3 separate regions of the Mus musculus genome follow, and all the other regions are linked to region 2. A link is a contact called in public HiChIP or PLAC-seq data. All regions are on one chromosome and are shown on one strand. The core of a region is the stretch at or near the end of the contact, and the rest is flanking DNA. Distances in the headings are between cores, read along the strand shown. Region 1 holds the start of Elovl6 (ELOVL family member 6, elongation of long chain fatty acids (yeast)). Region 2 overlaps Gm35787 (a long non-coding RNA gene). Region 3 holds the start of Enpep (glutamyl aminopeptidase).

The links. HiChIP or PLAC-seq counts read pairs in DNA pulled down with a chosen protein or histone mark.
Region 1: an H3K4me3 HiChIP or PLAC-seq map of pro-B cells shows a contact between it and region 2, with 3 times the contacts expected there. The contact joins the promoter of Elovl6 here to the enhancer-like site in region 2. A contact is called at or near these places in 9 of 39 promoter capture datasets (the 3T3-L1 cell line, 3T3-L1-derived adipocytes, the C10 cell line and 4 more), 2 of 15 datasets of contacts at CTCF or cohesin (large pre-B cells and pro-B cells), 35 of 484 Hi-C or Micro-C datasets (B cells, the C10 cell line, the C2C12 cell line and 18 more), 14 of 115 datasets of contacts at active chromatin or transcription factors (the 230-238 cell line, the SCID.adh cell line, cardiomyocytes and 9 more) and 3 of 9 other capture datasets (adipose tissue, liver and pancreatic islet).
Region 3: a contact with region 2 is called in an H3K4me3 HiChIP or PLAC-seq map of pro-B cells, with 3 times the contacts expected there. The contact joins the promoter of Enpep here to the enhancer-like site in region 2. A contact is called at or near these places in 15 of 39 promoter capture datasets (the 3T3-L1 cell line, 3T3-L1-derived adipocytes, the C10 cell line and 8 more), 4 of 15 datasets of contacts at CTCF or cohesin (CD8 T cells, the NIH/3T3 cell line, large pre-B cells and 1 more), 3 of 484 Hi-C or Micro-C datasets (large pre-B cells, liver and pro-B cells), 6 of 115 datasets of contacts at active chromatin or transcription factors (the 230-238 cell line, embryonic stem cells, intestinal villus epithelium and 3 more) and 3 of 9 other capture datasets (adipose tissue, liver and pancreatic islet).

What each region holds. Positions count from the first base shown.
Region 1 is chr3:129,529,973-129,534,028 of GRCm38.p6, forward strand. It overlaps Elovl6 (ELOVL family member 6, elongation of long chain fatty acids (yeast)), which reads left to right and starts at 2,414. Exons shown (of 5, transcript NM_130450.2): 1 at 2,414-2,523; 2 at 2,676-2,796. The coding sequence starts at 2,708. Gm35986 (predicted gene, 35986) reads right to left here and starts at 2,416. Exons shown (of 3, transcript NR_153368.1): 1 at 2,285-2,416; 2 at 1,087-1,192.
Region 2 is chr3:129,428,399-129,432,198 of GRCm38.p6, forward strand. Gm35787 (a long non-coding RNA gene) reads left to right here. Exons shown (of 5, transcript XR_376058.2): 3 at 2,149-2,264; 4 at 2,445-2,502; 5 at 3,287-3,400. Among named protein-coding and RNA genes, the nearest start is that of Gm35787, 7.2 kb to the left of the region's middle. Within about 2 kb of position 1,488, at least 33 of the 459 cell types and tissues checked have an H3K27ac peak or open chromatin away from gene starts, as enhancers often do. A contact at or near this core is called in adipose tissue, bone marrow-derived macrophages, embryonic fibroblasts and 4 more, where this site is marked.
Region 3 is chr3:129,330,587-129,334,824 of GRCm38.p6, forward strand. Enpep (glutamyl aminopeptidase) reads right to left here and starts at 2,163. Exons shown (of 20, transcript NM_007934.3): 1 at 1,276-2,163. The coding sequence starts at 1,895.

The DNA of each region.
Region 1 (4,056 bases), core at 1,164-3,663, 100 kb after region 2:
TCTGATTGATGTAATAATCTACAGGATTTCTTTTAACTCTGACTTATCTATCTATTCTGTGTGGATGTATGTGTGTGTGTGTGTGTGTGTGTGTGTGTGTGTGTGTGTGTGTGTGTGTGTGTGTGTTGGTGGTGATGGTGGAAGGAGGGATAGATAGGGTCTCATGTGGCCCATTATAGCTTGGAGTTTGTTACTTAGCCAAAGATGACCTTGAACTCCTGATTCTCCTGCCTCTACCTCCCAAATGTTGGAATTATAGGCATGGGTTACAATGCAGACTTCCTTCCTTTAAAGAAGTGTGTGGGGAGGAGTTGGGGGGGGGGGCTGCTTCCTTGTGCAGGTGAGCAGGTGCACGAGGAGGCCAGAGCTGTAATGGAATGTGTCATTCTCGAGATGTCTCCATCTTCATTTTAAAGACAAGGTCTCTTACTCATCTCCAAGCTCCTATTTCAGGTTTGTTATTTCAGGCTAGCCTTAGACTCATGTAGATCCGCCTGCCTCTGCCTCCCGAGTGCTGGGATTAAAGGCGCGCAGCACCACCACCTGGCTCACAGAGCCATTTCTAGCCAGCGTAAGATATAAAAGATACCTGGTCTCCAAAAATGAAAATACACAGGAGGAGTTCCCCGTCTCAGCCTCAGAGGTTCTGGGACTCTGAACTCAGGTCCTCATGCCAAGCCATTTTCACAATGTGGTGGCAATACCTCTTTCATTCCAGCACAAGGGAGGCAGGGGCAAGGAGAGCTATGAGTTGGAGGCCACACTGATTGATCTATTGCTCTACTGTGCAATTTCCAGGATGGCCAGGGATACACAGAGAATCAAAAAACAAAAACAAATAAAAAACCCAAACAAAAACAAAAACAAATGACATTAAAAACCCAGGGTGTCATTCTATCTCCTTGGCTGACCTGGATCTTGTTACTAGACCAGGCTAATCTCAAACTCACAAAAATCCACATGCTTCTGACTCCAGAGTGTATTAGGATTAAGGACATACCCACCCCCCAATTAAGGACATACCCCACCCTTTTAAGACTTGGGGGGCAGGGGAAGCAAGGATGTCACTGTGAAATTCAGACTCACCTCAAATTTCTGGCAATTTTACTAGCACCAGTCTTCCCGCCTCAGCCTCCAGTGTCTTCCTGAGATGATCTGACTGCATGAAATGCCCTCGCCTCATTTTAGTTGGCTGGTAGGTGAGGAAATGAACATCTTAGAGGGTATTTTCTCTCTGGTCCTAATGTACATCTTTAAACTAATAGGTTCTTAGCTGGGCTGTGGTGGCCCGAACCTTAGTCCCAGAACTTGTGAGTGAGGCAGAGGCAGGCAGATCTCTGAGTCTGAGACCAGCCTGGTTTACAGAGCCAGTTCCAGGGCAACAAGGGCTACACAGAAAAATCATGTCTCGAAAAGCCAAAAGCACCTAAAAAACCCAAACCAAACAAACAAAAAAACCCAATCTTGAAAATCACAAACATTTAAAAAACAAACAAACAAACTAATAAGTGTTGATCAGTATCTTTTGTTGGATCTAAATATTATATTATTAGGTACCTTATTGTCTCTTACTTCCTTCTTCCTTTTAGGACTAGAAAATACCATCCTCCAGAAAAATAAGGAGTATTTGGGAATGGTTGCTGTGAGCTGGTAGCCCAGGGGGAGGATTAGCATTACATAAATCCCTCTCCTACATTAATCTTTTCTTCCTAATTTCACAAGAATAAGGCAGAACTAAAGTAAAGCAGATAGATAAAGTTTTGGTATTTAGATCAGTAGGCCTAATTCTGTATGCCAAATTCCCTTCCTTTGTTCATTAATATCCCCTCCTGGTAGCCAAACCCTCTACCTAACTTCTGCCTCCTAGTCAACCTTGACTTCCCAGGTCCTCATCCTCAGCATCCTGTCTGCACGTGGTCTTAGTTCCGAAGGCTACCTGGCCCTAAGGTCAAGGTAAATCCGCGCCCAAGCTGCCCGGTGGAGGTGGTCTCAGAGGGTGCTGCGGGATCGAGGTAGTGAGGAGACTAGATCGCAAGACGTGATCCTCACATTTATTTGCCTGGAGTTCTCATGCCAGAGAACCTGGCAGATTTTACTATTTCCCAATTGTTTACTCGCCAAGCTTTCAGGTCCACGCGCCTCAGGGCTGCGCCTCTCACTCTGAAACTTCATTCAAAGGCCAGGCAGGGAGGCCCAAGAGGTGGCGAATGGGCTTGAGTATGACCTCAAGGCCACTTCCTCCCTCTTGGCGCCCTTCCCTCCCCTCCCCCAGTCCACCAACCACCTTCTTGTAAACAAAACTATCCCCCAGGGCGATGGGAGGTCTTGCTCTTCTGCGCCCTCTCGCGCAAAGGGTTAATTTTCCCGATCGCACGAGGGGGAGGAGATTTCCCTGTAGACGAGTAAAAAGCGTGATGGACAAACGTGCGGGCACTAAGACCGCAAGGCATTCATTTCCTCCTACGGTGGATGCGGACGCTGGGAGGAGAGCCCCTGAGCTAGGAGCTGGGAGCAGAGGCGCAGGCAATGCTCAACCCTGGATGTAGCTGAGAGGCTGGGAGAGAGATCGGCCAGGAGACTGACGGCGGGGCAATACCTAGGGGGGTGGGAGGGGGAAGCAGACAGGAGAGCACTCAAAATAAAAGGCTCTTTACAGATTTTTTTATTTTGTATAGAGAACACGTAGCGACTCCGAAGATCAGCCCCAATGAACATGTCAGTGTTGACTTTACAAGAATATGAATTCGAAAAGCAGTTCAACGAGAACGAAGCCATCCAATGGATGCAGGAAAACTGGTAGGTGATGCTTTCGCGAGATACTATTCCCGGGAGTGCATTAATGTCGGTATTCCTGGTCTGAGCGTGAGCGGAGCGACGGATGGATTGCCGGCAGTAGCCAGCAGATCGCGGAGTTCCAGGGTCTCATGTCTGCAGGAGACTCTGAAGCTGCATGGAAGCGTGCGGTTTGGGGGGTGCTCTGTGTGAGCCGCGGCCACGCGGGCATCTTTGTGTAGATTATATAACATAGAACATATAATATGTGTACCTGTAATAATATACGGGAGACAGAGGCATGTTACAATCCAGCTATCCCACCTGTGTTGTCTCCCTGCTTTCGCTTAGATTTGGGGGTTCTGCTTGGCCTCCCGCAACTGGAGCGTGCAAGGCAGTGGAGGGAGGACCCGGTCTCCGCTCCCTTTAACCCTCTTCAGCCCGCCTCTCTCTGGTCCTTTCCCTCTCCCCATCCCTCGTGTCCTTCCTTTCTCCTTGTAGTTCTTCCACTTTACTGCCCTCCCTTGACTGCCGCCTCCAGCCGTAGATGCCCAGGGTCCAGGACCCCTTCCCCACTCAGATTACTTTCCGGTTTCATAAAGACATCGGGGAGGAGGGGACAATGAAAACTGCAATAAAAATGAATGAACCCGAGCAAGTGGAGCCACGCCATTATTAAGTTTCTGTGTAAAGGAAACGCCTTTTGGACACGCTTCTCCGCGTGGAGCAGCAGTTTAAGTACTGGAAGGCTCCTGCCAGGGCAGTCTCGGAGGTCTTTCCCCAGAACTTCGAATCCGGGAAAACATCTTGTTTACTGAGTTCCTCCGGTCAGTCTTCTGAAAAATCCCCGTGTGGGAGGCGATCCGGTGTCACCTTGCAGTATTTTAAGAAGGGAGCTCCCTCCTTCCCGTAGACCGTGCTGTGGTTGGAGATGTTTCCCTCCGGTTTAGTGCGAGCCCCCTCGATCTCCCCACCCCCACCCCACCCCCTCTGCGCCGCGGCCGGCCCTCGGGGGGCTTCCGGGCTCCGGGAGGTTCCGCTGCCGCGTGCGAGGGCGCTCGCGACCTGCCTTCCCTCCCTCCATTCATCAATGGGAAACCGGAGACGCCGGCGCTCCCGGGCTGGAGCGGGTGGTGGCAGCCGCCGGGGGTTCGCCTTCTCCAGCCCGATCCCGGGCTTGCTGCTCCCGCCCCTTCTCGCCCGCGGGGAGCGCGCCCACCCTTGGCCTTCAGCTTGCGAGCTGGGCCCTTGGGCGGTTTACGGCGGCGGCCGGGCGGAGCCGAG
Region 2 (3,800 bases), core at 238-2,737:
GAAACCCCTCTATCTCATCCCCTCTCCCCCTGCCTCTGTTAGAGTGTTCCCCACCCACCCACCCATGGATGCACACACTTGTAACCCCACTATTGAGGAGGCAGAGATAGGCAGATCACTGGAACTCACTGGCCAATCAGTCTACTTAGCAACTCCCAAACCAGTGAGATATGCTGTCTCAAAAAATAAAGTTGAACATTATCTCTAGCCTCCATCTGCATTTCACACATGTGCCCCCAGGTGTGAGCATACACAAAAAGGGAGGGGAAAGTAGGAAGGGGGGAGGGAGGGAGGGAGGGGTAGGGGGGAGGAAGGAAGGAGGGAGGGAGTGGGAGTGGGGAGGGAGTGGGAGGGGGGAGGGAGGGGGGAGGGAAGGGGGAGGGAGGGAGGGAGGGAGGGGGAGGGGGAGGGAGGGGCAGGGGGGAGGGAGGAAGGAGGGAGGGAGGGGGAGGGGGGAGGGAGGGAGGAAGAGAAGAGGAATGAGTCTAAGGTTTTCCAGAGAGGTATGGACAGCATGTCACTGGCACACACTGAAGAGAGTATATCACCACCAAACATGAGATAGCTCTGAGAACGCTGCGTCCATCATCTCCTGCAGCTGGGCTCACCTAACTGAAGCAGACATAATGAAACTGTGTTGAATACATGTTTCTCCTGTTGGGCTGAATAATTATTCATGCAATTACTTGTACATTTTCAGAGTGCTGGCCTGCTAGTTAGTCTCTCAGGGGATGGGATCTCAGAAATAAATAGATTCTGACACCATTAGCTTTCTCAGGAGCATGATGAACCCTGCAAATGGCTCTCTCAACCCAGAGGGCTTACAGGACACAGGCTCTTGCACCATGCTCTGGGCGACCTTTCTCTTTGGCCAGAGGCGTTCTGTCCATGCCTCCCTCGCATGCAGACGTGGAGCCCAGGCTGGCGTGATTACAGGAGCACTGCCAAGCTTCTGATTGAACTGGTTTCAATATTGATGCTGGGCCCAGCTTCTCTTTGCACTTCTGCCTTGCTTCAACAAAACAATCAGCTAGAGAAAATAAAGCTCTGAGACAATTCAGCCCAGTGTTGACATAGCCTATTTCAAACTCTCAGCGCTATTGTTTAAAATATGCCCTGTACAAACCAGTAAGCCTGTCTAAGTGGCTAAAATTGAAATTGTGACTCAGATGTCAGCAACTTGATGAGAAATACGTAAAGGATTTTGCTCCTCTGTCTCAGGAGTTCTGCTTTCTCAGAGGAGAAATTTAAAAAAAAAAAAAACATAAAAAAAAACAAAAAAACAACTTCCTATTGTGTAACACAGACAGTTTAACTATACAGTTAAATTCTTAAAATCATTGATTTCTATTGTACATCTTAATTTCTTTCTTTATTATTTATTTATTTTTTGTTTATTTTGTTGAGACAGGGTTTCTCTGTATAGCCTTGGCTGTCCTGAAACTCACTCTGTAGACCAAGCTGTCCTTGATCTCAAAGGCCACCTGCCTCCACCTCCTGAATGCCAAGATGAAAGGTGTGTGCCGCCACCTCCTGGCTGATTTCTTTCAGATTGTTTATAAATGAGCTCTTCATTAGAAAGAAAAGACAAAATGGTTACATAGAATCCACAGATTACACAATAACTAAGATTTAGTTAAAATTGATTTCCCTCCTTTAATTAAACATAGATTCTTTTCTCATATAACATAATATGAATACAGTTTCCCCTCTCCCCTCCCCTACCTTTCTTCCATCCTTAGAATGATTTTTTAAAGAAATGAATTCAGTAATTGAATTGAATATAAATACAGAATCAAAAGTAATAGGTCAGGAGTTGGGCATGGTGACTCACACCTGTAATCTTAGCAATTGGGAGGTAGGGTCAGGAAGAACAGAAGTTCACAGCCAATTTCAAGTATAGAGTTCAAGGCCAACCTGGACTATATGAAAGCTTGTTCAAAGACACACAGAGAGAGAAGGGGGGAGGGGAGGGGGAGGGGGAGAGGGAGAGGGATGGGGAGAGGGAGAGGGATGGGGAGAGGGAGGGGGAGGGGGAGGGGGAGGGGGAGAGGGAGAGGGAGAGGGAGAGGGAGAGGGAGAGGGAGAGGGAGAGGGAGAGGGAGAAATGGTTTATTACTTTATAAATCTTTGATGTGTGCCCTCCAGGTAACACGGCACACATCAATCCTACAGCCCATTAACCTCAGACCCTGTGTAATCTACTCATCATTTGAAGGATGGCTACACCCAAGTGTTCATTTCCTTGTGAGAATAAGGAAGAGGTGATTACAGTTTAGTTTTTTTACCCACGTGGTTGATAGTTCCTACTGTTTCTCTCTCTGGTTGCTTCAGGGGTATTTTGTATGCATCTCTCTAGCACTATCACAGTCTACTGTACACTTTGTACTGACAGATACAACCCTCTTAACCATATTCACTTGTTGCGCGTTGCTGTTTTGTAGGAACCAAATCGAACCCTGAAAGCATCTTTAAGAGGAACCACCTGTCTCAACATAAGAGGTAAAACAGACAAATGAGGAAATAGCAATCTAAACATGATTAAAAATATGGAAACAAACCTCAGGAGAACTCTAAGTAGGTACAGCTAGAGGAGATTGTCTCTCCCGCTTCCCCACAAATACAGCATTGAATGTGGAAAGTGAAGCACTCAGGCAGAAATTCCAGAAAATGTGTATAGAAAATGCTCAAGTGGGTTGGTACCCAGGGGATACTTCCCCCTTCTCGGAGGTGAAGGGGAGGGGCTGGGAGTAGGGGCAGCATGAGGGGGGCTGGGAGGAGAGGGGGTCTGCAATCAGGATGTAAAGTGAATAAATAACTAAACAAAGAAAATGCTCCATAAAGTTGGACATTATCACCCACAATGCCACTGTTTTTGGAGATGCTATCATTATGATCCTGTGCACAGCATTTATTATTTGAAAACATATAGGGCATTATGCTTACTTAATTTCCTTCATTTTAAGCAAATCAAGAAGCAAAGATATTGACCAGCTTGGAAGCCTTAGGCTGTAGGAGTGTGAGAAGATTTATATTCCTGACTCAATGTCTGTTCTCCCTGTCTGCTCAGGTTTTCTTTTTCTTCCTGCTTCCATTTTAGTAAGATACATTGGTCCCAAATTTGGCTCATTTCCTTGAGGTTATTGTGGTGGTTTGAATATGCTTGACCCAGGGAGTGGCGCTATTAAGAGGTGTTGCCTTGTTGGAGTAGGTGTGTCACTGTGTGTCACTGTGAGACTCTCCTCCTAGCTGCCTGGAAGACAGCAGTCTCCTCTTTTCCTCTCAGCTCCTTCAGGACCATGACTGCGTAGATGCTGCCATCTCCCCACCTTGTTGATGATGTACCGAACCTCTGAACCTGTAAGCCAGCCCCAATTAAATGTTGTTCTTTATAAAAGTTGCCTTGGTCAGAGTGGCTCTTCACAGCAATGGGAACTCTAACTAAAGCAGTTATCAATTTTGTTATGTGGCTGGCAGAAAATTTCTGAAGATCATCTGTGTTTCTAGGCCTCGTTTCTGATTTCTAATCCCCCCATCCTGTTATCTTCTGAACACACACACACACATCTTCCTTTCACTCCTTCTTATTGCCTAATTCTCATCTATTTATATAGTTTCCAAAGCTTTCCCTCATTATTGATTTCTACTTTCATTGGAATTATGACTGGAAAAGATATAGTTTAACTTAAAAAAAATTATTGGTCCATTTTTATGGCCTTCCATCCGATGGGAAATAGTCCATGTGCTATTCAGAATATCATCTGTTTTGCAGCTCCCAGATGAAATGGCCTGTGATATCT
Region 3 (4,238 bases), core at 913-3,412, 97 kb before region 2:
TAACTCTGCAGAATCTCTGGAGGCAAATGTCTAAGCAAGTTCAAGTCCAGAGACAACTCAAGTGTAGCATGGCCTGGGTCCCTGGTCACCTCTCACAGGGCAGTGGTTTTGTGAATTCAAGGAAGGAGCTTACACCGTTTACCAAGAACTGATAAAAGCCACTGGGTCACGTGAATATCAGATAGAAAGTAATAGATTAGGTAGAATATATTAGTTTTATAATTATAATTATTTAATGTATATTTTAAACACTTCTGCTTGGGACACTGCAGGGAAGAAAAATACTTGTGGCTGCCTGTTATGTGGTAAAGGCTTGGTTAGCATTACTATTGCCTGCTTAGTGATAGTTGGCAGCTCCAAGGTTTATCCATATGCCATCACTGATCCAGGTTTTAAGCATTCCCCGAAAGCCTAGTTAGAAACATAGTTCTGATCACAGAAGAAGAGAAAACACAGCCAGGCTTTTCTTCTTAGATGAACACCTAAGGACCCGTCATATCTTTTGTAATTTTCGTTACGATTCTTCTCCAGTAAACTGCACGAAATAACAATTGACACTTAATGTAATTGTCATTGCAAATGAAATTGTCATCCCTTGTGAAATCACTGTGATATAGCCCCAAAACACCAGTAGTGAAATTTATCAAATACTTATATTCATAAACCTCTGAGGCACTTTGTGTGGATGTGTAGAGTCAGATGCAGTTGCGATTTATCCCGGTGTCATTAATAAATTCTCTACAACTGGCATTGTATTTACAATTATTCACTATTACTGAATTCTCTACAACTGGCATTGTATTTACAACTTCGAGTTGGTGATACATTTTCAAATTACAAGAAGGCAAAACATCTTACTTCTCAGATGAACAAGCAGAATTGAAAGCAAGGGCAGATAGGGATCAGACCCACAAAACACAAGAGATGGGAAGCAAAGAGAAAAGGCAAAAATAAACACTGCAGAAACTGGGTTCAGAGGAAGCACCACACAGCACTGTATTGCACCGCACACAGAACAACACAGCACAGCACCACACTGCATCACACCTCGTCCCACCACACACAGCATAACACAGCACCACACTGCACATAGTAGCACATACAGCTCAGCACCGCACCGCACCGCACACAGAACAAAACAACACAACACAACACAACACAACACAACACAACACAGCACAGCACCACACTGTATCACACCTCGTCCCACCACACACAGCATAACACAGCTCTGCACTACACACAGTAACACACACAGCACCACACAGCACATACCTGATTTGCCCGTCCTCCATGTAGGTGGTTTTGTAAAAACCCACAAGGGAACCGTTCAGCCAGCCTTTAAACTCCATGGTCAGCCGATAGACACTGTCCCCACTGGTGGCCGCAAGGTCTTCTGCAGCCTGGATCACCACGTACTCCTGCTTCTTATACTCGAAGCACCGTCGAATTGGTACCTGCTCCCCAGAGGGCCTCCTTAGCTCCGGCAGCTTGGTGATCTTGGTCTCCCTGATGTGGAGCCATAGGTCACGAGTGGGTTTGCTCAAGTTGACAGAGATGGTCACTATTCCCGTGTACCTGTCTTCCTCCATCAGGGCCTTCACCTCCAGGTCGTAGTGAACTGGATTGATGAAGTCAGGCAGCCTGAAGTTTTTCCATTCTCCGCTTTCATCTTCACTGTCAGGGCAGACATTCTGGTCCTGAGGAGGGAGGGCAGTGCTGGCTTCCGGAGGAGGTTGGGAAGGAGCTGGGGTTGTGTCCTGCTCACACGACCTGGTCAAACCCACAGAAAGTCCCACTATTAATCCAACTGCCACCACTACTCCACAGATGATGGCCACGTGTTTGCCTTTAATGCAGTATTTCTTGGAGGGCTCTTCCTCTGCAAAGTTCATTTTCTCCCCCGAAGTCAGATGTTACACATGAAAGGATGTTAAATTTAACTAACTTTCCTTGTCAGCTGACTTCCCTTTTCAATTGGAAGGCGTCCGATCCCTGGCAGCTTGGCTTCGCTTTCCCACACCTCTCCCTCTTCCCGGTCCTGCTCGTCCCCACCGGCCACTCCAGGATGAATGCGGAGACCAAGGAGTAGGATGGAGACGCAGAAGAGAAGCTGACTTGAAGGAGGAGGACTGATGAGAATGTTGGCTCAGCGCTATATAAACAGCGTCTCCCCAGGCCTGCCCCTTCTGAACTGGAGCGAGTTAAATATAAAACAGGGCTTGAGCTTATCGGCCAATACAGCAAAGGGGTGGGGGTTGGGAGAGGTGGAGATGTTGCCAAACCTCTGTCAGCTTCAGAGAAATCACTTGGCAAAGAGGTGTGCTTACGATAGAAAACGCAACCTTTGCCATCAGATCTAGGGCTTCTTCTTGCTGTGTGAGCAGCCGGGCTCTCTCAGCCAAAGGGCTTCTTAAATTTCACTATTTTATTAGGTTGCTTGCCAAAGAAGCTAAGCGTGATTTTTTTGTTGTTTTTTTTTTTTTTTTCTCCTCCTCTTTTCCTTCAAATTATGTAAACATTCCATTTCTGCCCTCTGCGGAAATCATATCTTAGAGTTCGATACTTGGAGGAGTTTCTAAGTTTAAGGATCATTTAGTCAGTCAGTGACAGAGTTACAGGACCAGGTAGTCCAAGGCAGGTAGATGGAAGGCAGAAGGGGAAATGCGAAGCAACTGGCCAGGTCAGGAAAGCCGAAAAAGGGGAAGGAGAGTGAGGGGGGGAGGGGGAACTTTGGAAAGTCTGAGAGTTTGTCCCAAAACGAGAGTATGCTCTGCAAACTTAGGAATAGTATGTCAGCTTTGGAGCAGATAGCAGCTGTAATGGCTGGCCCTACCAGAGAGCCATTAGCAATGATGTCATTGGTAGGGAGTGAAGGTATGCATAGAGGATTACAACTTCTTATGAGTAGCCAAGTTGCAAACACTAGCCATTGCTGACAATGGCAATGCAAACGTAATGTAGCTATGGAGGTTTTGAGAATTATATATAGTATTTTCTATAAGGTACTTTATAGAAACTAGCATACAAATTTTTTCCCACAATCCCATGCAATTGATTCTATTTGGCTGCCTGTTATAGAGATGGTGAAGGACACGCAGCTGGCAGTAGCAGAATTGGTGTCTGAGTTGAAGGGCCATGTAGTTACTGCACTGCACAGATTTTCTTATATAAAGAGAAGGAATATTCAAGATTAAATGATTATTAAAGGCTTAGCATTTTCCAAAGAGCAATTCCCATGGTCTAGGTAAGATAACATTAAAATCTCTGTCTGGGGAGATGGCTTAGTAAGTTTGTGCCTTGCAGCAGGCACGAAGGCCTGAGTTTGGTTACTAGTACCCACATTAAAAAAAAAAAAACAAACAAACGAACAAACAAACAAGCCCAAGTATAATGGTATAAAACTCGGAATGCCAGTGTTGGAGAGGTGTAGGCAACGGGATCATTGAAGCTCACCAACTCCTCAGCCTAGCCCACTTGGCGAGTTAAGAGCAAAGCCAAGATGGTTGTCTGTCTGAGGAATGGCAGCCAAGTTTGTCCATCCTCTGCCTCCACACACATGTAAATGCACACACATACACATACATACCACACACTCACACACACACAATTAGAATCTTCTCTATTGACCTCTTTTTCTTTCTTTCCAAAGTCTTCAAATCCTGACACTGTGAGCTTCCAAGAGAGAACACACACTACAGAATAACTTCCCAGTTTAGTTCATCTGTCAGTTCACTCCCCACACCTGTCTTAATCTTCTGGGTATTTTTTTTTTTTTTGGTGAGTTCTCTATTCGAATTTACTTTTATGTATATGAGTGCTTTGCCTGCATGCATGTCTGTGCACCATGTGTGTGCATGATGCCCAAAGAACCAGAAGCTGGTGTCAGATCCCCTGAGACTTGAGTTACAGACAGTTGGTAACCGCCATGTAGGTGCCAGAAAATGAAGGGTCCTCTGGAAAAGCAGCCAGTGCTCCTAACTGCTGAGCCATGTCTCCAGCCCCTGGCAAGATGTATTTTTGAAGAACTTGTGTTCTTCCATGGAACACATTCTGAGAAATGCTTCTTTAAACCGTTCTAAATTTCAAACTAAACAAACACTAGAAAGAAAAGAAACCCTTTAATGTCGACATAGCCCACTGATCTCTAACATCTGTGAGATTTTTCTCATGAAACAGCACTGAGGCAAAAATGGAAAGAGTTCTGTCTTCTAAATTACAGGTCCATTTGCAGCTAT